2 separate regions of the Hordeum vulgare genome follow, and region 1 is linked to region 2. The links are chromatin contacts, called in public Hi-C maps. All regions are on one chromosome and are shown on one strand. The core of a region is the stretch at or near the end of the contact, and the rest is flanking DNA. Distances in the headings are between cores, read along the strand shown. Region 1 holds the start of LOC123443270 (salt stress root protein RS1). Region 2 has its middle 130 kb from the start of LOC123443270.

Region 1 (3,308 bases), core at 589-3,088, 130 kb before region 2:
ACCCACATATCAAACTATCAAAGTAAGGAACGCGAATCATATGAACATGATGAAACTAGCATGACAGAAATTCCCGTGTGTCCTCGGGAGCGTTTTTCCTCCTATAAGAGTTTGTTCAGGCTTATCCCTTGCTACAAAAGGGATTGGGCCACTTGCTGCACCGCTGCTACTACTTGTTACTTGTTACTCTTTGCTTGCTACGTTTCACCTCGCTACACAATCACTTGTTACCGCTACTTTCAGTGCTTGCAGTTATTACCTTGCTGAAATCCGTTTATGAGAGCCTTCTGCTCCTCGTTGGGTTCGACACTCTTACTTATCGAAAGGACTACGATTGATCCCCTATACTTGTGGGTCATCAAGCCGCTGCCGGCAGGCGTGCGTACTGGATGCCACCATAGCTGGAACCTCATGTCGCGGGCGGGATGGCGCCGCTGACGCCGCGGGCATGCACTGAGCTCGTGTGCCCCATGCACGTCGGCCTTGTCGCGGGCGTGGGGCGAGGACGGGGGCGCGGCGCGGGGATGCAGGGCGCGGCCACGACGCGAGGCAGGGGCACGAGGTGGGGGCGTGGAGCGGGGCGGGGCGGGGGCATTGCTATCGAGCACGAGCGGAGCGGGGGGTGGCCGCTTGGCTGGCCTGCGTGTCTTCACCATGCTCTGTTGGTGCCGCCCACAAGGTGCTCGTTGAAATGTATGAAAAATAAGAGGTCAAATTAGAGGGTGTGGATAAATGCAAGCAAATATAAGGGGTCAAAACGAACACGCCGGGACATTGATCGGGCGAGTCTGCAAACGTTTGAGGGACACTATTTATATATTGCGGCTATAGATGCTCTTACATGTATTCATATATACCAATATAAAAAGATTCAGAGGGGCAGATCCAACAAATCTCGGCCATCAATCCAAGTCAATCCAACAACTTAGTTTGCTCCAACGTCGAACGGTCAACATGATTAGCGCGCAGTTAATGCCATATCAAATATAAGTTACAACACTACTCATATGATTAACATGAAAATAATTATCCTATATAATATCTACATGCAGTTCATATATTGCCTAATATCAACGTACATTGCATGTATAACTTTATTAGTATTATCAAATGATCGATATGTATGTGGTTGCATGTATTTGAGATATTGAAAGTGAGGGATGTGGTTGCATGGGCAAACATTTGAGGGATGGTCGGGCGATGTTCGGGGATGCGTCCATGGTCATATAGTGGGTCAGATTTATACATTCATGTAGATGGTCCAACGTGTTGGAAGAGAACAAGTATATATTTGTACTCCAACATGCATAGGTAAATTCATTTTGAGAATATTTCCGAGGTGAAGATATAAGATAAACATTTAAGATTCCATTTCATAACCTTTTTGCGGGATCCATTTGACAACAAAAATTAAAACGATGCACATATTTCTCAAAATCCAGAAAGTTTTTGCCAGTAGGAATTTTTATTTCTTGACAGTTCCCCCTTCCAATTATATAAAATAAATAAACCATTAACCATCTCAAATCATTTGGGCAGCTTTCAGGACATCTAACCAGATTACCAAAGTCATAGCACAGAGAATCCTAGCAGCATGTCCTACACTCGCTGTAGTCTGCAGCCTGTACAACTCCAGCGCAGCTTGCAAGCCTCCACGACCCATTCAGCATTTTCTGGCTGCTTTGGCTTAATGACACCCCTTCCATAATCTTCTCCTCATTTGACGTTCATGCCCCTGCCCCCCTCCAACAACCAGTCCCGCGCCACCTCACACGGGGGGCACCCACGTAATTTCCCGCAGGGCCAGGGCGGCCTATGTGGCCAACCCATTATATATCGCTCTCATGGCACCGTGGCTCATGTACTGCTGCCCATTGATAGGCTGGTGATCACTTCTGTCGAGAGGAACTACGCATCCATCTCTTCAACCTCCAGCTATCTGCAGCACGTAAGTTTCCGTTCCTTCTAGCTTCTCTTGTTGCCTCCTTGGCTTCTCCTTCTCATGAGAAAACATCTCATCAAGTTTTGTGTTTATGTTCTTCTGCTAGAGTAGACATCTTTGAAGGAGAGGAATATGACGAGCGTATGGAAGACCAAGGTTCTCCCCGGGCTCAGCAAGTTCTTCGACAAGGATGGCAAGAAGGCCGCCGCCGCCGAGTTCTTGAAATCCTTCAACAAGGTACGTCGAGTTCCGGGTCCTTGTGAAACTGCTGCAAAATTCTTGTGAAATTTGTGTGCTCCCAATTTTTCAAATGGTAGATGATGTCCACACGTGTTTTGTTTGTTTGTTGATTGTGTGGGCGTGCTCTGTGTGTGTAGGAAGAGATTGACAAGGAGATTGAGGACAAGAAGACAGAACTAGAGCCCAAGGTTGTGGAGACTATTGAAGCATCTCCTCCAGAAATTAAGGTGAAAAGATTATTTTTTTTCGTATCTAATTAGTATTGATTTTGTGTGGTTGCTTATAGCACATAACAGTAGGAAGTAGCCACCTTGATGCTTATCATACTGTTATCTTGCTGTAGGGCTTGATAAAGGATAAGAAAACATCCAAGATCAAGAAGAATTCAGCTGCCGTCATCAAGTTCCTTGACGAGATGGCCAAGATTGGTAATTTATTTTTTCCCTAAGTTTTGCAAAATAGAATAGTATGAAAATAAATAAAAAGGATGAAATACATAAATAGAATAGCTTATAGCAATCTTATCAGGTAATTTCCTAGGTTCCATATCTAAAATAACCTTTATCCCTTGCCTTTTGAGCAAAATAACCTCTTATTATCCTGCTTCCACATAACTAAACTTTAGAGGAATCTTCTTAGAACAAAAAGGAGAGAAAGTAATGGAATCTTCTCACATATGTTTCTTGCAACAGAAGTTCACATCCAAACAGTACCGTTGCTTTTAGGCGATGCAGACAAAACCATAACATGTGCAATTACCAACAAAAGATGAACAAATTAACAGTAATTAATTAAGTAGCGCAAGTTTTCGTTGTTGGCACAGGTACCCTCAGCTCTCGGGCATACCGCCGAGAGTTTTGTGCGTTCTAGAATGAAGAAGACACTTTTACTCATTTTTAAGTAATCAAATTAATTATATACAGTATACGTACTTGACTTATACTAATCGAACTAATGAGTGTTGGTCAATATGCAGGTTTCCCCGGAGCCAAGCTGGTGAGCGACGCGGTGGTCAAGTCCGGCACCACGCCCCTCTCCCCCGCCATCGTCTTCATCTTGGACAAGGTTGCGCCCTTCGTCCCAGCGCCTAAAGAGGAGCCCAAGGCCGAGCCTGAGGCCGCCGCCG
Region 2 (3,213 bases), core at 112-2,611:
CTTAGAAAAACATGATAATAATAGAGGCTATCATCCTGTTTAATTTAATTCATCCGAAGAGCGACGCTCAGACCGACACTTGACTATTCAACTAGTCCTCCTTGACAATGGGCACGGCTACTCGGATAGTTTTGACTTTGTAGCGGTTGTACTCTTTACCCACAGCCCACGGGTTCCAATAGTCACTTGGACTAATCCCGCGTACGGTATTTAGAAGTAAACACTCATAACCAGTACACACCCATTCTTACCCCCTGAAGACTGACACCACCCGGACTACGCTGCCACGTAAAAACCATGAGACGGGGAGGTCACATCATCGACTAGCATGGGATCACATTTATACCGCACGCAACAAGGGAAGGGTCATTCCCTCTTGGTCACAGACCGAAGAACACCCATGCCCCCTGACCGAATGACTGGATTTTGTCCAGTGCCCCGGATACCTTCATCCCGACCTCTCTACTTGGTGTGTAGTCAGTAATAGGTTTACGACCTACTAAACCGTATCCCCTTTCGGGAAGACTTGTGGAAGCACAAAATATAAGATGACATACTGACAAGACTCGATCTATGGTCGACTTAGGAGGTTTAAGATTTCCTGCAAAGTTACTACCACACAATCTTTCTGGATATATCTTAGTGTTACCACCATCACACCTCGACGTGCCTTCACTGACAACTCTCGTCCCGTGAAATGTCAGCCCATGGTCTCATATTTACCATGACAAACCTCCTTTCGAGGTTGTCTAGATGAGCATGGCACATGAGGCATGAGGTAGTACCCACTCATCCTGTGCATCACACATAATTAGCAACAACAAAATATTCATCACAAGCATGTATGCAAGTAGGATTTTATGTTGGGTTTTATCAACATAACATAATCACATGGTCCATTCACCATATCAAACACCACACAATAAAATAAACCAGGGTTCAAGATGCTTGCTTTCGGAGTGGAGGAGGGTCGTGTGCACCTCAACATCTTGAAGGAAGTTTCCTCTCTCCAATATTCCAATTTTGACAATATTTCAATTCAACACACCATTCCAAAACGGCACATAAAAAGGGTTTTAAAATTACTGAAATAATTCTTAAAATAAACAAGATGAAATTTTAGGCATGTAGGAAAAATAATCAATTTATTTGGAGTTGTATTTAAAAAGTTAAAGCCATTCAAAGATCTCGTCAAACTTTGTTTAAAACAAACAAAAAAGAAAACATTTCGGTAGCGAATACGCTTTCCAGCAGAGAAAGTGTATTCTATGAAGGGAAGAAGCCACACTTACCGCGTTACGCCTTCTCTGGAGACAAGCGCGCATACGCGGCTGCGCCATCGGGGCCAAGGCTTGCCTCGCTGATAGGTGGGGCCTGCTTGTCGGGTTTCGTCTTCGTCCTCTCGCGCATAGGGGACAGGGCCAGGAGCGAGCTCCAGCAATGCTTGTCGGCGCTATTAGGCTCCAATCCCCAGGCTAGGCACACCGGCGAGACCAGGGAGCATCACCGCTCCATCAGGGAGGGAAAGACTCACCGGACATGCTCGGGGCTGAGCAGGGCAGTGCCCATGGCGGAGGAGAGCTCCGATGAAGAGGGGCTTTGTGCCATCGGCTCTCTTAGACGCAAACGGGGCGGCAAAACGGCGCTGCGGGGTCATTCCTAAGCTGCTGGGGTTGCTAGCTGAGTGGGAGGGCTCTGGCTTGGCTGAAATTGGCCGGAGTTACTCTCGGCATTGGCGGCCCGCAGCGACGAAATCGAGCACAACGACTCGATTATTTTGGCAGGGAGGTAGCTGGGGTGGCTTGAGCTACTGGGTCAGCTCGGGAGGGGGTTTTATAGGCGGCCATAGGTGGTTCCCGTGGTGCCGGAGATAAGATCGCCGGAGACCATTGTACAGTGGCACAGGAAAGGCAGCAGGGTGCGGCAGGAGCACTCTAGTGGCACGAGCAGCTTGAGGACGAAGGCAGGGGGAGGTACTAAGGCCAGTGGCGCTCGGGGGATGCTTGGGCGGTGCTCGCCGTAGCACGGCCGAAGCAGTCGCCGTCCAAAGTGGCTCTGTCGACCGTAGGAGGGCTCGGAGAGAGCAGATAGTACCATCAGGTACTGCTTGGGAAGGAGAGACGTACACTGGTCAGTGTGGCGCAACTCTCAAGGTTGGCAAAGGGGCAAGGACAGGGACACAGCGGCTCGGGTGCGCGTGTGCACAAAGCGCGCTCTAGGCTCGTCCAGAGCACGCACACCAGGTGCTCGACAAAATGTCTTGGTATGCCAGGTGGTCTGGTTGCTACTGAGGTTTAGCAGGTCTGGGGTTAGGAGCACAGTAGAGTGATAGGACATGCTAGATGGGGTAGGAAAGAGACTTACTAGTGCAAACTAATACCCATGCCAAATCTGACCATGCACCAAAGTTGCGTGATGAAATGCGAGGGGCTTGAATTTTTCTCTATTGGCAACCAAAAACTCGAGATCCCACTCTCTTTAGGTGTTAGTTGTGATGGCAGGGTCAGTTGTAGAAAAGAATAAAATAGTTAGTACAATTTTTGGAGAAAACCTTTTCCGGATAGAATCTTGTAGATATTAAAACATGGGCTAAAAATATTCCAAAGAATCTCATCTCTGGAAGTTGGGAGTTTGGTTGGGTGAACTACCAGTAGGAGCAATTAAAGTAGGGGCTGCAGTATGAATCACCAAACTGGATCAGAACAGAAAAAAGATTGTTTTGCTAAATTTTTCCAAAGCTCAAGGTTGGGTTTTTGCATAAAAGTGAATCTCATGCATGAATTGACACCTCCAAATTTTTATAGAATTTTTGAAAGATTATTTCTAGGGGTTGCAGTTCAAACACAAAATGGGCCAGAAGAGTAAAGAAGTTAATGTGCCCAAATTTTCCAAAACACTTGGCTAAAGTTTTACAAAAATTTGATCCACGGACATCATAGGTCATCTTCATTTTTTCATAGAATTATTGGAAGAAGTTATCAATGAGTTGTAGTGTAAAATAGCCCTTTAAATAAATTAAAAACCATTTTTGAATCAGTGGAAACTTGGCAAAATATTTATAAAAAGACTTCTACAGAATTTGTCAATAGAAAAGAAATGTCTTGATGCAAGTACTCAAGTCCCAATAAAATTTACAATGGCTTCCATTTGGGAAATAACTCTTTATGATTAAAGAAAAGGATTGGTTATGAAATCAATAGAAAAACCAGGAAT

The links. A called contact is a pair of places that touch in the nucleus more often than the background predicts.
Region 1: a Hi-C map of seedling shows a contact between it and region 2, with 1.6 times the contacts expected there. The contact joins the promoter of LOC123443270 here to the enhancer-like site in region 2. A contact is called at or near these places in 3 of 6 Hi-C or Micro-C datasets (leaf and seedling).

What each region holds. Positions count from the first base shown.
Region 1 is chr3H:139,643,805-139,647,112 of MorexV3_pseudomolecules_assembly, reverse strand. LOC123443270 (salt stress root protein RS1) reads left to right here and starts at 1,838. Exons shown (of 5, transcript XM_045119596.1): 1 at 1,838-1,948; 2 at 2,054-2,179; 3 at 2,320-2,409; 4 at 2,526-2,610; 5 at 3,159-3,308. The coding sequence starts at 2,075.
Region 2 is chr3H:139,510,724-139,513,936 of MorexV3_pseudomolecules_assembly, reverse strand. No RefSeq gene overlaps it. Among protein-coding and RNA genes, the nearest start is that of LOC123443270, 130 kb to the left of the region's middle. Within about 2 kb of position 1,361, at least 3 of the 3 cell types and tissues checked have open chromatin away from gene starts, as enhancers often do. A contact at or near this core is called in leaf and seedling, where this site is marked.